Regions from separate parts of the Mus musculus genome. Here region 2 is linked to region 1. Evidence: chromatin contacts called from public HiChIP or PLAC-seq data. All regions are on one chromosome and are shown on one strand. The core of a region is the stretch at or near the end of the contact, and the rest is flanking DNA. Distances in the headings are between cores, read along the strand shown. Region 1 overlaps Tnpo1 (transportin 1). Region 2 has its middle 24 kb from the start of Gm41036.

Region 1 (7,624 bases), core at 2,814-5,313:
GTAAAGTTGATTCAATTCTACCATGAAGATTATGTCTCTGAGATGACATTAAATTAGATATATTTTTACAGTGTCGTCTAATGGAAATTACATACAGTGTTCTGGCTAGAATATAAAATGTCCTCCACAGGTTCATGTGCCTGATACTATCAAGAGGGGTGGTGGAACCTTTAGGAGGCAGCACCTCCCTGGAGGATAGATACAGACCACTAGGGATGGGGCTTGAGATTTTTATACCCCTGCGGACTTCTGCCTTGTTTCTGCTTCCTGTTCCTTTGAGATGTGAAGAACAGACAAGTTCCAGCCACACATTTCTAGGACTACGGAGTCACAGACGCCATGCTTGTCTGACATGATGGGCAGTCTTTCTGCTATAATACATTGTATTTCTCCATTAAACTGTAAACCAAAATCAACCTTGCTCTCCTTTATGCTGCTTCTTTCAGAAAATGTATCACAGCAATATGAAAAACTAACTAATACATACATACATACACTTATGGTACACTAATATTAACTCTACAACCTTTCATAGATAATAAATATAGCATGACCATCATTCCAGGCCAATGCTTTCAAGCGACACCTGCTGAAGTAGCCCACTTATGCCCTCAGGGCCCTTTGAGAAACTAAAGTCAGGGATAACGATCAGTTGCCCAGTCAGAAAAGCACAGTCATCTCATTCATTCTAAAGGTGGTGGACAAAAGACATAATATCAGACTATTTCCAGACTTCCTTCTCTAGACCTGCATGCAAATCAACAGTATTCGCTTGTTAGTTTCTTTCTTTTGAGGCCAGGTCTCGCCGTGGATCAGACTGTCCTCAAGCTCCAATGCTGCCTGCCTGCCTGCCTGCCTGCCTGATGGCATGAGGACTGTGCTCCACTATGCCCTCCCTCATCTAGCTTTCAACACTTCAGTACTAATAGTATCTTATCTGAGCTGGGAGCTGAGTTTGACACCAGCCTGGTCTACACAGTGACTTCCAGGATAGCCAGGGCTAGACAGAAAAACCCTTACTGGAAAAAAACAAAAACAAAAAAACCGCTGGACAGTGGTGGGGCACGCCTTTAATCCCAGCACTCGGGAGGCAGAGGCAGGTGGATTTCTGAGTTCAAGGCCAGCCTGGTCTACAGAGTGAGTTCCAGGACAGCCAGGGCTATACTATACAGAGAAACCTTGTCTCAAAAAACAACACACATACATACATACATACATACATACATACATACATACATACATACATATATATATATATATATATATATATATATATATATGGCTGGTGGAACAAATCTTTAATCCCAACATTCAGGGTTAGAGACAAAAGCAGGCAGATCTTCTGAGTTCTAGGCCAGACTTATCTACAGAGCTAGTTCCTGGATAGCCAGGGTTACACAGGAAAACCCTCTCTCTAAATCTAATTTGATCAAACAATGATAATAAGTGCTTCCCAATACCTGAACCTGATTAAAGTTATCTGTAAAAAAAGCCTCTCAAAAATATTTGACTGAGAATTGTTACTTTGAACTTCTGTATCACCTTTAAGAACTGTGGCAAAGCAAGGCATGGTGACGAGGCATGATGACACATGCCTGCATTCCCAGCATGCAGATGATTATTAGTCAAGAGGATCAACTTCAAATAGCCTTGGCTATAGCGCTAGAACCTGCCATCAAACTGGAAAGCACACTACTCAACTATAAACAGGTAACGGCTACACTTGGCCATTCTTAGTGCACAGTTTAGCAGCATCGAGAGCTTTTTCTTATGACTGTGCAACCATCACCACAATTGTCTCCAACACTGACCATGGGTTAATAACAATTCAAATCTCAGAGTAGACAGGACCATTTCAAAGTCACTAGAGTTGGGCGGTGGTGGCGCACGCCTTTAATCCTAGCACTGGGAGCAGAGGCAGGCAGATTTATGAGTTCGAGGCCAGCCTGGTCTACAAAGTGAGTTCTAGGACAGCCAGGGCTACAAAGAGAAACCCTGTCTCAAAAAAACAAAACAAAACAAAAAACAAACAAAAATATCAAAGTCATTAGATATAACAATAACCAAAGCATGTCAGCTTTATACCAGGTAGAAACCATTTCTTTTTGTTTGTTTGTTTGTCTGTTTGTTTTTTTCGAGACAGGGTTTCTCTGTATAGTCCTGGCTGGCCTGGAACTCACTTTGTAGACCAGGCTGGCCTCGAACTCAGAAATCCTCCTGTCTCTGCCTCCCGAGTGCTGGGATTAAAGGCGTGCACCACCACGCCACACCATTTCTTTAAAGAACATTAATGTTAATTAAATTGAATATCAAAAGAAATAAATATTTTCTTCTAATATTTAAACAATTACTAGCTGACATACTTTTTATAGTTGAACACATAGAGCTAAATATCTCAAAAAAACCAACAACAAACAAGTAACACTCAATGGTAAGTTAAAACCCAGAAGACAGTTCTTGGAGAGCTAACTAGAGGGGCTGGAGAGGTGGCTCGGTGTGTAAGAACAGTTGCTATGGTTACACAGGACCAATTCCCAGTACCCACATAGCTGCTCACAACCATCTGTAAATCCAAATCCTACACACCCTTTTCTGGCTTCTCTGGGCTCCAGCAACATGATCGGCAGACATAGGTGCAGGCAAAACACCCATGTAAGTAAAATTAAAATAAGTAAAACTAGTACATAGATATGGCACTGGAATAAAAAGCTAATAAAAAGCAAAAGACTTAAGTTGTTCTGATACTTCCCCCAGAAGACAAAAACCAAAGTCAGCCCTAAATTCTTAAACTCACATACAAATTTCCAATGATTTTGAAAACAGTAAAACTACCCATCTTCTTCCCCACGGGGACGGGGACGGGGACGGGGACGGGGGCAGGACCAAGCAAGACTAATCCATGGTGTAAAGGTACTTGCAGCAACTTGCACTGTCCCTGCCGGTTCCTCAGACTTATCTCTGACCTCCATAGGTGCACTATGTCATGCCTCCCCGACACCACACACACACACACACACACACACACACACACACACATACACACACACACACACACACACCCTAGAAGCAAGCAGATCTATGAGTTAGACAGAAGGCCAGTCTGATTTGCAGAGTGAATTCCAGGCCAGCCAAGGCTGCATTATGAGACTGTCTCAAAATTGATTAATTAATCTGGGGGATAAGATGTGAAAACGTACATAAGAAAATCAATCCCTCTGACCCTTCAACTCCCAACTACTATATGGCAATATATCAACTCTAAATTAGATTATAGATACCGAGCAAGGAGTACGAATGATCTGAAAAAAGAGTTATAAGAGTTAACCCAGCCGGTTAACGTCTTTAATCCCAGCACTCAGGAGGCAGACACAGGCGGATTACTGAGTTCGAGGCCAGCCTGGTCTACAGAGTAAGTTCCAGGACTGCCAGGGCTATACAGAGAAACCCTGTCTCAAAAAACCAAAAAAAAAAACCAAAAAAAAAAAAAAAAAAAAAAGAGTTAACCCAGGGGCTGGAAAGATGGTTTAGTGGTTAAGGGCACCAGCTGCTCTTCCAAAGGATTCAGGTTCCATTCCCAGCACCCACAGCCCTCGACTGCCTGCTACTCCAGTTCCAGGGAAATCTGGCAATGTCTCCTGCTCCACGGGCACCTGTTGTTTGTGGTGCTGCACAGATGGATATACATCAAGGCAAAACCCCAACACACACCTTTAATAATCCCAGCACTGAGAAGACAGTTAGTTGCAGGCAGATCTCAAAGCCAGCCTAGTCTACACTGAGTTTTAGGACTGCTATAAGAGCACGGAGCTGGTCTTCTAGAGGACCAAGACTGGAACCTCAGTACCCACATCTCGAGCTTGGTAATAAGCACTGGCGAGGCCAAATGCAAGTGAACCACAGTTCTTACTTAGTGAGAGCCAGATGCAGTGTCTACTGAGGAGTGGTGAGAAAAGACAAACATACTCAGCTAGGAGAGACAAAACATGCTTCCCTCATCTGCTTCAATGCTCTTCCCCCATTTCACTCAAAGGCAAACAACTATTAGCCACAGGCATGTTGCATCACTGTGAATTGATAGATGTTGCCATCAGTGTCAGGACCTCCCCAAAGGTAAATACGTGTGGTAGTGTCCAGAGGAGATAAGGTGTGCCCATCCTGCAGCAACACTGCAGTGTATAACCAGAAAACTGTGAGTGTGCAAAATAACCTTGCCAAAAGTTCTATGTATATATATAAACAAAGTTAGGCTCTTAGCTCTGAAAACTGTAAGCACACTTTTTGTTTGACCAATGAGACACTGTAGTGGAGCATTCACACGTCATACAGGCAAGGCTTAGGACCGCTTCCGGCTTCCTAGTGGTTGGTTAACCCCAGTTTGTCTTACCCTAGAAATGAAAGAGTTCCTCTCAGTCAGGAATCACTCCTCCTCAGCACATTGCCTCAGCCGAGGAAGGTGCGATAACAACTAAGACAGCAGAGCACTGATCAGTTAGGAGGCCAGGAGAGAGCTCCCTTGAAGAACTGACTTTTCAGCTTAGATGAACAGATCGAAAGCAAATGTGAGGAAGCCTGAGATGGGCTGGGAGTGCCTTGAAGACGCAGAGGCTAGTAACTGGACAGGTTGGGAAGGCACCAAAGGCACCATCCCTTAAAATTAGAAGGCATAATCTCCCCCTCCGGAGGAGAACTGAGTACAAGACATGTCCACGTTCTGCTCCAGACTTCAACACTGTCAAGCCACAGTGACGCAGGAGCCACTGGAAACTTAACTGTTCCAGCTTCATCTAAAGTAGAGCTCCAGCCTCCGGAGACAGGTGCTGTGCTTCTCAGACACACACAGCTCAAAGTTCTGGTCCTTACATTGTAAAAGGTTTAAATACTGTACTACATATGATGGGCATGGTGCTGCTGGTCTTCATTCCCAGCACTAAAGAAGCAGAGGCAGAGAGGCAGAGGCAGAGGCAGAGGCAGAGTCTGGTCTACACAGTGAGTTCAAAGCCAGACAAGGCTGCATGGCAAGACCCTATCTAAAACAACAACAAACCCAATGCATTGCTATGTCAATAGTAGAGGCTGCTAATATCTTCTGAGGCAAGCAGTCTTCTAGAGCACGACATATGATCACTAATTTAATCTCACAACTCTGACTTGGTATTGACAGTAACCACATGCAACGGAGAAGCAAATTGAATCCTAGGGAAGTTACTCGGCGTCTCCTCAGCAAGTCCAAGCTGAGACTAGGACTCAAGCCAAGCTAGGCTGGCTTTAGCGTGCATTCTTACCAGAGTGGTGGTGCTGGAACACAGTACTGAGGGGCAGGGAGATCACAAATTCAGGACTTTGTCTCAAAACACCAAACAAACAACAACAAAATAAAGTCTTCTCTGGTATCAAACCAGGGTCCAGGACCCTGATATGTTGCCTTTCCAACAGAAATATCAAGCTGTAACCTGGGAAACTAATAAAAACACACATACAAAAAATACTGGATTCTTCTGAGGTAAAAAAGTAAAGCCAGTCTTTATTATTGTAAAAATCCTAACATCTGAAAAGTCACTATATAGCCTGATAGTTAAAAATGAGATATTTTGGCAACACTATATCTAAATCACTAAGTCCTCTTTTTGTATACATATCTTACCTTACCTTAACAAGCAAAGCTTAAGAATTGTGCTGAATAATTTAAAGAATAAAAAATTTGAGACAGACTTTCATAGTAAATATTTCTTTTTTTTTTTTTTTTTTTAAAGATTTATTTATTTATTATATGTAAGTACACTGTAGCTGTCTTCAGACACTCCAGAAGAGGGAGTCAGATCTTGTTACGGATGGTTGTGAGCCACCATGTGGTTGCTGGGATTTGAACTCTGGACCTTCGGAAGAGCAGTCGGATGCTCTAACCCACTGAGCCATCTCACCAGCCCGTAAATATTTCTTTATTAGAAGAAGAAAAAAAGCTATGATGAGCAAAGAAAGGGGAAAACAGATTTCCATGGGTCAAGAAAAGAGCGTTCATAGGGGAGGGGGGCGAGGGAAGGCGAGGAAAGGAGGGGAGGGGGCAGTGAGGGGGGGAGCATTGTGTGAGGCAAAACTATAGAGTTGAACCTATAGTTCCTAGTTCAGGAAGCAAGTTCCAGTAGAACAGAAGGCAACAAAACAGCAGTGCTGTTGGTGGGGCGTGGCGGGGAGCAGGGACTGAACCCAGGGCTCCGTGCATCCTAGGAAAGTACTGTACCACTGGGAAGTGAGACAAGTATATCTAACATGGTACCAGGCATGTGAGCTTGAAAAGGCTCTGGATTGATTGACTGCTTAGAGTAAGTGCTTCAATTAGCCACTTGGAAGAAATAGGTTAAAAAGCTAAGTTTTTAGTTTTCCAGCATTACAAACTTATTGCAGCCAATAAGGGATAGAAGATAGACAGGGTTGAGAGAAAACAGAAAAATGAGAACCAAGGAAATTTTAAAAAAATGTGTTCTTAGCATGTACAAAGACCTTTGACAAATATGCTGTTAAAATGCAAAAGTATCCACAGTAATATAAAAAGGTGTGGTTTCTTAGTGACTGAGTGATACAGGAGAAAGGCTTGACTCCAGAATTCAACCCAATCTATAACCAGGTACCTTTTACACTTCGGTTCATTAACATTTACAACAGTGCAATGAGGCAGGTATCAATCCACCACCAACAGGCACAAGTTGGGAGTGGTATCCAGCTTATATGTTCAGCGTACATGTGGCAGAGGAGCTATTCAACATCAATGAATAATCCCCAAATCTGTACAGAGCTAAGTAATAACAGGTTTTATACTGCTGTTTAAATGCAAGATCTCATTTAATTCTATGCACATATACTATTATTACCTCTACTTTCCAAAAGGGGAAGGCACCTAAAAGAAGGAAAGCAATATGCCAACAGTCACCAAGAGTGAAAACAAAAAGCCAGGATTGTAACCCAGGTCTGCCTGGTTAGGGCCAACACATTCTCTCACCCTAGACTACTCTCCATCATTCCACACACATGACAGCTAGTCACAGAACATCATATGTAGCACCAAGAACTCAGCACCCTCTTCAATCTACTGTCTCCAGTTTGATCACTTTGGGGTATGGTAACTGAACCCCGTTTTTTAGAGCTCCTTGGAGTGGGGGTGCAGGAGCACTCATGTTTGTGAGGCCGGAGGTCAAACTCAGGTGTCATCTGCTGGCAGAGCAGGAACTTCACTAACATAGCTAGATCATTTGTTACAGTTTAACTTTTTCACCTTTAATCAAAACATAAGGCCGAGAGGACTAGTATCTCTTTCTACTTAACAGAAGTATAAACAGCAACCTCTTGTTGAGTCCTGTAACAAATTTAACCATCACAGTGGGCCTCTTTAAGCAACTCAAACCAATGGTTTCTAAGCTCCTGCAACTAGATGAGAACCAGTCTCCTAACTTAATACATCTGCTCCTAGAAATGCTTTCTGCTTCTTACTCTAGTGACAATTTCTGAATCAAAGAATGACAAAAACCAAAAACCAGAAGGAACCGAATGCAGACTTAAGTAGTTAATGTGGCAGCGTCAACGTCAGAGTTTGATGGAAATCATCACTTAAGAGCTGTTTGAAGTTATTAAATAA
Region 2 (7,624 bases), core at 2,544-5,043, 260 kb after region 1:
CACCTTGTCTTAAAGGATCAAATACTACTCCCCACCCCCTGTCAAACCAACCAACAGAACCTCAAGACCAGAGTGGGACTCGGTATTGTATGGAACCACGTGAAACAAATGACAAAACAAGCTCCTTTAATTGCTCTTGAAAGTTACTGGAAGTGAGCCGCGTTCTAGAGGGGAGAAGATGCCAGTTGCCTGGCTCAGTTCATGTTACAGAGATGAACACAGAGGAGGTCAAGGTGAGGTCATGAGCCTCAATTCTGTCTCACTGACACACTTGTGGACCAGTGGGAGTCCACAGCAGGGCTTTCAGGCAGCCACGAAGGGGACACGGTCTTTTCTCCTCCCCTCTACATAACATACTCATTACCAAAGCCTTTGTGGGAACCTGTTTCTGTTGCCTTCCTTCTCGGGTAGGGAATGTCCTGGCCCTGGGAATTTAGGGAAATCAAAGCAAGGTTTCCTGGCTAGCATGTAAACTCTGGGGCTTTCCTGGGCCTCTAAACCTGTTCCACTGTATGTCACATTACAGAGGCCACCAGATAGCCAGCTTGATGAAGGAGAGAGGCAAGTGTGTTCGAGCACAGGCTGGATTCCTGGATGGATTATGCTGACTGGAGAAAGGGCGACTTATTTAGCACAGCTGCACAAAGAACACTCTTGGCTGTCCTGGCTTTCAGAGTAGGTTAGGGCAGAGGCTAGCTGCCTCTGTCTCCTGAGCATCACACTGGGGCTGGGATGTGGATAAAGCCTTGGTCCAGTATGAGCTGAATGGAGTATGGAGGAGTGACCGGGAGTCTAGAGACCCTCTCTCAGCAAAGGCTGGCCTTCTTTATTCTCTTCAACAAAAAGGATTGACAAGAAAGATTCTGTTCAAAGTCTTTCAGCTTTAGAGCGGCCTGCAGAAGTGGGAGGGGGAGGGGCACAGCCGGCAGACTGTGGTTTAATTGGAAGCCGGGGGAAGAATTCAAGTTTGAATTCAAAATGATAAAATGGCAGAGGAGGAGAAGATGCAGCCTGTCTCTCCTTAAAGAGATCAAGAGATTTTTTAGATCTGTCCGCATCAAAGTTTTCCCTCTCTCTAAGGAAAGAAAAATCACTCCGTGTTTAACTCTCAGGCGTTTGTGGTGACCTCTGCACTTCAGTGGCCTCTGTGTAGCTACTGGCTTTCACACTTAAGGTGGAAAAGTTTCCTTCAGTGATCCTGAAAGTACTGCGGGGGTCTTACTAATGGACACACAGCAGGAAATCGCAGAGGCCGTGACTGACAGATGGACCGGATGGACCGACACATTTATTCCCTTTCTGCTATTCAGTTCTACCCGCCTCCCTTTTCCTTGCAGAGAGCAAAAAGTTACCTTTTTAGAGCCAAGGTGGTAAATGAATTCAGCATTTGCTTAGACTTGTTGAAAAGGAGCACCGAGGTGATGCTGAGGACCTAGGTAAGGATAATTGGTGGAACTTAGAGAGCATGCGCATGTTGGAGGGGTAGCAGGCAGAGGACACAGGCTGGTTGAAGGGAAGCAGAAATAATAAAATAACTATACATAGTGATAAGGCCTATAAAATAGACCAGGAACAGAGGTAGTGGACGTGTGACGTAACAATGTGTCCATCTGGATAGCCGGGGAGAAAGGAGTTTGCTAAGGCAGAAGTTATGCTAAGAGTAGAGACTCGATTTCAGGCAGAGGGAAAGGCCCCCCCTGGGACAGACCAGTGACACAGACTGCTAGATCCTGAGAGTGGCTGAGACAGAGAGGCTGTTTTCTACTCACCAGAGTGCATGGGATTCATCTGTGAAGCTTAGCTGAGCTCTCAACCATTCCCTAAGTTCACATGCCAAGTCTCTTTAAGGCGAGGCCTGACCTTTTGGCACAGGCCCTGGCAGAGGCAGACTTGGTGCATTGTCGGTTGGAGTGGGCAAACAGTAGTCAAAGACACTTACCTGCAAAGCTTGGGACCAAAAAAACCTGACCCCCTTTTGTTGGCATTGTGACCCTCCCATCAACGAGATCAAAGAACGGGCGTGGGGGATGATGATGTCATAACATACATACTGCACCAGGGCATGGAAGGACACGCCCCTCCCTCAGTTTCCAGTTAAAGGCACAGTTTTGTGCCCATATGCCTCTTTTCCTCCTGTGATTTTCCTGAATCCTACCCCAAGACATCCCCCAAGTTGGTTCCCGACTCCACATTAATTGACCATTAACTGTGATAGGCCCGTGCCTCTCGGAAGGGAGGGGGTTTTCACTTCTCAGTGTCTTTATACTTCCAGTTTATATTCCAGATGGCAGTCTGACGTAAGACCTCTCATGGTTTTCACTCGTGAAGCTGTAGGAGGAGCAGCAGCATCGTGTGTCCGTGGTTCCCATGGTTGCCACTGTCTAACCTTACAACTTGGGTGGTCTGTTTATGGTACACAAACAGAGCCATGTTCAGCTGCTCTTTCCAGTCTTTTCCACTGTTCTATTGCGTTTTATGTACCCCACAGGTGGGGCCATGAAAGGAAGATAAACACTTCTCAGCTGTTATCACTTTTACTGCTAAGTTTGTCATCGGATAGTTCACATCACCGAGTGAACCAAACACTTGAAATAGGCAGAATTTAAAAATTGATATTTACCCCATCGTCTCAGAAAGACTGAATAACCAAACCAGGAGTCACATCCTTCAAGAGGCCCTAATTCCTTCATTCCCACCCCCCCCCCTCTGTGTGTGTGTGTGTGTGTGTGTGTGTGTGTGTGAGAGAGAGAGAGAGAGAGAGAGAGAGAGAGAGAGAGAGAGAGAGAGAAAGAGCAAGAGGGAGAGTGTGTGTGAGAGAGAGTGTGTGTGTGAGAGATAGAGTGTGTGTGTGTGAGAGAGAGAGAGTGTGTGTGTGTGAGAGGGGGGGGGGAGATCTGAAAAGGCCAGAAAGGGGAATCAAGTCCCTGGAGCCAGAGTTATAGACAGAAGTTATAGAACATGGGAGCTGGAAACATAACTTACCTCTGGAAGAGCAGCAAGTACCCCACCCTCTCTCATTTCTCTTTAAATTTGATCTTAATAGATGACAATGACCTTGTGAGGATTCAAATGACTTTCAAATCTGAAAGTCGAAAAGGCTGAAAGGGCTTATTTGCAGCCCCTGTTTGCAAAATTGTCAATTCAGAAGTTAATATTTGCGGACAGTTATGAGAGGTAAGGAATATATCACCCTCTTCCATTCTTGTTTGAGATTACATTTTCAGTTTTTACTCTGTGCTTACTGTTTTTGGTGTTGGAGGCAAAACCTTGCCGGGATTTCAGGAGACAGTTCCCGTGCGAAGTGAATCGAGGGGCTGTTAAAAATGCTCACCCCGGACTTGCTCAAGATCAATTTGATCAGTTCTCCCCTTTATTCAAATGTGCAGCCAAGGCTGAGACCACAGGTCTGGACCTCAGACACCGCTGGGAATCTGAGCCAAAACAAGATGCCCAGAGGATGACTCAGCCGGTAACAGGAACTTGACTCACACCAGAAGTGAGAACTCAGCAGGTGGCCCAAAGGTTGTCTATAAGGTCTAGAGCAGAGGGAGGCTGCGGCTTGGGGCTGGAAGGATGGGACGGCGAGCCTACAGGGAAAGCTGAGTACAGAGGAAGCCACACCGGTCTGTTTTCAGAACCGAGCGTAAAGGCTGCTTTACCCTAGGGTGGAGAGAGTCCTCAAAGCTGATGCTTCAAGCAGCGTGGAGAAAAAGCGTTCCCAGAGCCAGCGAGGAAGTTGCAGGCATGAGAGAGGGCACCAGTAGGTGTCCCCGTTTGATTTGCGGGACCTAAGAAGGATCAGAGCAGCAGCGGGAGCCACGGGAACCATGCGGGGTTACGCTGAAGGTCTAGGACAGGCAGGGCAATCTGGCTCCTGCCAGTTTTGGTGACAGGTGTAGCTTGGGAAGCCCCCATGCTGGATTCCTGAACCTCAGCAGCTCTCCACAAAGTGCTACTGTGTTAGTCCAACACAAACTGTTCACCGTTAAAGAACTCTGAAGGACCTTCATTCTCACCCTCCTTCCTTCCTCTCCCCACTCCCCAGCTTTTATTTTTCCGGAGAGATTTTCGTGTTACCCAGGCTGGCTTCAAGCTCACTGTGTAGCTGAGAGTGACCTTGAGCGTCCAATCCTCTAATCTTCCCCCCACTGAATGCTGGGATTATAGATACTCACTGCTCTGACCAGTTTTATGCTTCACTCACTGGTGATTGAATCCCGGGGCTTCAAGAGAGCTACTACGCAAGCGCTGTTCTAACGGAGCTACATGGGATAAGAGACGCTGTACTTATTTAATGGAAAACATGGAAAATCAGAAATGTTAAGACCTTCCTAAGGTCAGCCAGACACAAACCAACAGAAATGCAGTCAAGATCTCGAGTGCGTGATTTGGAAGCTGTGCCGTTTCCTGTATGAATCTAACCGTGTATGTTACATAGCGGCCTGTGCTCGGCCCTGCATAAGTCAGCTGAGGGAAATGACCTGGATTCAAGATTGCCTCAAATGTGCTAGCCATTTCCTTCCCCCACCTCAGCCACCATCAGAGTTCCATGTATATGTGAAGAACAGGTGCACATGTGAGTGACTAGGATCGAGGAAATCAGAGATCAAGATCGGCATCTTTTTCTAGTGACACCCCACAGATTTCACCTTCCAGGGACCCCTGAAACTGCGTGTAGAACCCAACAGGCTGTCATTAGGGTGGCTCTGTACAATACACCAAAGCTAGTTCTCCTTGGGCCAATCCTCCAACTTCAAAGCCTTTGAGGACCTTGGAAGTCTCATTTGCCCATAAGAAAACTACCTGGCAAGGATTTTCTTGAGGTTACAGGAGTGGCTGAGCAGGGCTCTGAGTTAAAAATGTTGGAAACTAGAAACTTGCTTTATGACAAGAAAAACAACCCCCCCCCAAAAAAAAAACCCCAAAACCACGCTTCAGGAGAAATGAGCCTTCCTGTGCCTTCTCAGGAGACGTGTTCTGAGAAGGTGGGAAACTGATCTCTGGAAGCTGTGGACTCAGGCTGGGTAACAGAGGCAGAAAGACTCCAGGGGGATGGAGGGTTGGAATGACTCTTGGGGACACTAGATAGCCACAGGGAGAGAAGCAGAGAGACCCCTCAGTCCCGGGTTGGCTGGCTGCTGGCCCTGACAAAAATCCCTGTATCCTGCCTTACAAACAGCAAAGGCATGAAGACAGCTTCATCTATGTAGGTAACTTTCCTTCTCTCCTGGGATGGGCAAGCAGCTCTTCTGTTGTTGATGCTGGTTTTTGAGACAGGGTCTCTTTATGTAGCTCTGGCTGTTCTGGACCTCAAGCTATAGACCAGGCTGGCCTTGAACTCACAGAAACCTACCTATCTCTGCCTCCCAAGTGCTGGAACTAAGGGCATGTGCCACTACACCAGGCAATGGTAAACATTTCTAAAAAGGAATCCAAAGCTAGCTATCACTAGACCCCCAGCCCCATCCACACAGCAGTTTACTGTTATCGGCAGCACCTCAGTTCTTAAGGAGTGTTGGGTTGCGAAGATGGTTAAGGTGTTGCTGTTTGGTGTTTGCCTTATATACTTCCTTTGAGGCTGCCAAAGAACAAGGATGTTCTGTTAGATACCAGCAATGACTAAGATTAAAATTACTGTAGAAGTCTGCCTAATGAATCTGCCTGTAGTGATGGTTTGTGGCTATTGAAGAGAATAACAATAACAACAACAGCAAAACCCATTGAGCTGTGTCTATATGAATTAGTTACTTTTTCTCATTGTTATGACCAAATACTTGACACACGTGTCTCCAGACAGGAGAGGTTTATTTCAGCTCACAGTTTCAGAGGAGACTGTCTGTCATGGTGGAGAAGGCATGCTGGCTGAAACAGCTCATCTCTAGCAGTGGAAGCATGAGACACAGTGTGGACCTAGAAGCTCTTTGGCAGTGGGAACCAGAAGCAGGTATGACTTGCAAGGCCTCCTCCTAGCAACACACCCTTGCTAGCCAGACCACAGCCCTTGGTCCATGACCTCCCAGACAACACTAGCAGCTGGGAGCTAAATATTCAACAACTGAACCTATGGGAGACATGTCATATCCAAAGCACAGCAATATACCTGCAAATTAATATGTAAACACATAAATTCAAATAAAGTACATGTAATATAATTCACATACTGTTCTTTCATGAAGGCTGAAACCTTTGCATTGTTTCTAGGTTGGCAGATTAACATTCTATAATAAATCCTATTGGTAGAAAGTGAGGCGTTCATGATTCGTTTTTTTTTTTTCAAGTGAATCAATAACTTAAACGGTTTTCAAGAAAGCAGAGTACAGAGTACGTGTGTGTATGTGATATACTGCGTATGTATCCTTCATTACTCTCAGAGCTGTCTCTTAGACATTTATAGTGAAGCTTTTCTATATGTATTCAATTCAATTTAATGAGTCTTTTCAAAGCACTCAAATTGGTTTCCATAGAAACTATTATTTTTTTCTATCAATGCTTTGCATTAATTAATTAGCCACACAATTATTATAATAAAAGCACTACCAGTATAACCGGGCATAGTTACAACCCAGGCTGATCCTTGGCAAGCTGACAACTCAAACCAGTAGTGATGAGTAGGGACATCAGGAAGGGGACTGGCTGGGGCGTTTCTCTTTCTGTGGACACTGGGTGATTAGTTTTATAGGGAGAAAAAATAAGCTTAGAGAAACAGCTAAGTGGAGGCTGATGAAGAGAGGTTCTTCTGCACATATACGCTAGACATATTGCCATCCCAGCCCTCCAGAATCCTACAACGCATTGAGAGCATGACCTAGAAATATAACCCACACAAACCTTACCTACCATACACAGGTATCTGCCCTAAATCATTGTTTAGGATCAAGGAATTCTGTCCCCTCTCCCAGGTCTCCTGAGTGAGTACCTAGCCCACAGTCAGTTGTCCACGTTCTGGGAACATTCTAGAAACAAACACCTTGGTCTGTTTGGATTCCTTTAGCACAGAATTATCCCCGAGAAATGGAGACACTCAGCAGGTTAGTGATGAGCTCTTGAAGGAGAGAGCATGATGTAAGATTTGAGCAGGTAACTGAGGCCATTTGGATTTGAAGAATGGAAGTACAGTTGGAGTAGGTCAAGAGCAGTAGGCATACAGGTGGGATGGTTATGCAAAGCAACGTATCTACCATCATAGAGAAGAAACAAGGAGTGGCAGACCCCAATCCCTAGTTTCTTCCTCTAGAGTCTTACCACTTCCTGAATTCCTGCCATGAGCATCATTTTGACTTGAGCTGGTTTGAATAGATGAATAGCCCTTGCAATCAAGTGCCCAAATTAGATTAGGAGACAAAGTGAGATCAAATTAATGCATAGTAAGAACGCACAAGAGCTCCAAGGCAAAGGCCGATGAAAACCTTGATCTGTCTACACTTCTATTTTCCAAACTTGGAAGATAGGTTCAAATAACCTGCTGCACTGCCTCTGCCCACCACACTTGAGACTTCACAGCCTGCGTCTGTTCATCCTCAGCTTTGGTCACTAGCAGCCCAGAAGCCTATCCTCTGCTCTGTTGTTCCAGACTAGGATCTTTATCTCTTCACTTGATGTCCTTGATGTCTATTTTCTCAAGGGG

Evidence for each region. HiChIP or PLAC-seq counts read pairs in DNA pulled down with a chosen protein or histone mark.
Region 2: a contact with region 1 is called in an HNF4G HiChIP or PLAC-seq map of pancreatic cancer cells. The contact joins two enhancer-like sites. A contact is called at or near these places in 5 of 39 promoter capture datasets (the C10 cell line, cranial neural crest, embryonic stem cells and 2 more), 6 of 484 Hi-C or Micro-C datasets (bone marrow-derived macrophages, cerebral cortex, embryonic fibroblasts and 3 more), 17 of 115 datasets of contacts at active chromatin or transcription factors (DN3 thymocytes, T-cell acute lymphoblastic leukemia, acute myeloid leukemia and 10 more) and 1 of 9 other capture datasets (embryonic stem cells).

The regions. Positions count from the first base shown.
Region 1 is chr13:98,892,543-98,900,166 of GRCm38.p6, forward strand. All of the region lies in intron 1 of Tnpo1 (transportin 1), which reads right to left. Among named protein-coding and RNA genes, the nearest start is that of Gm52051, 28 kb to the right of the region's middle. Within about 2 kb of position 4,064, at least 98 of the 459 cell types and tissues checked have an H3K27ac peak or open chromatin away from gene starts, as enhancers often do. A contact at or near this core is called in pancreatic cancer cells, where this site is marked.
Region 2 is chr13:99,148,973-99,156,596 of GRCm38.p6, forward strand. No RefSeq gene overlaps it. Among named protein-coding and RNA genes, the nearest start is that of Gm41036, 24 kb to the right of the region's middle. Within about 2 kb of position 3,794, at least 97 of the 459 cell types and tissues checked have an H3K27ac peak or open chromatin away from gene starts, as enhancers often do. A contact at or near this core is called in pancreatic cancer cells, where this site is marked.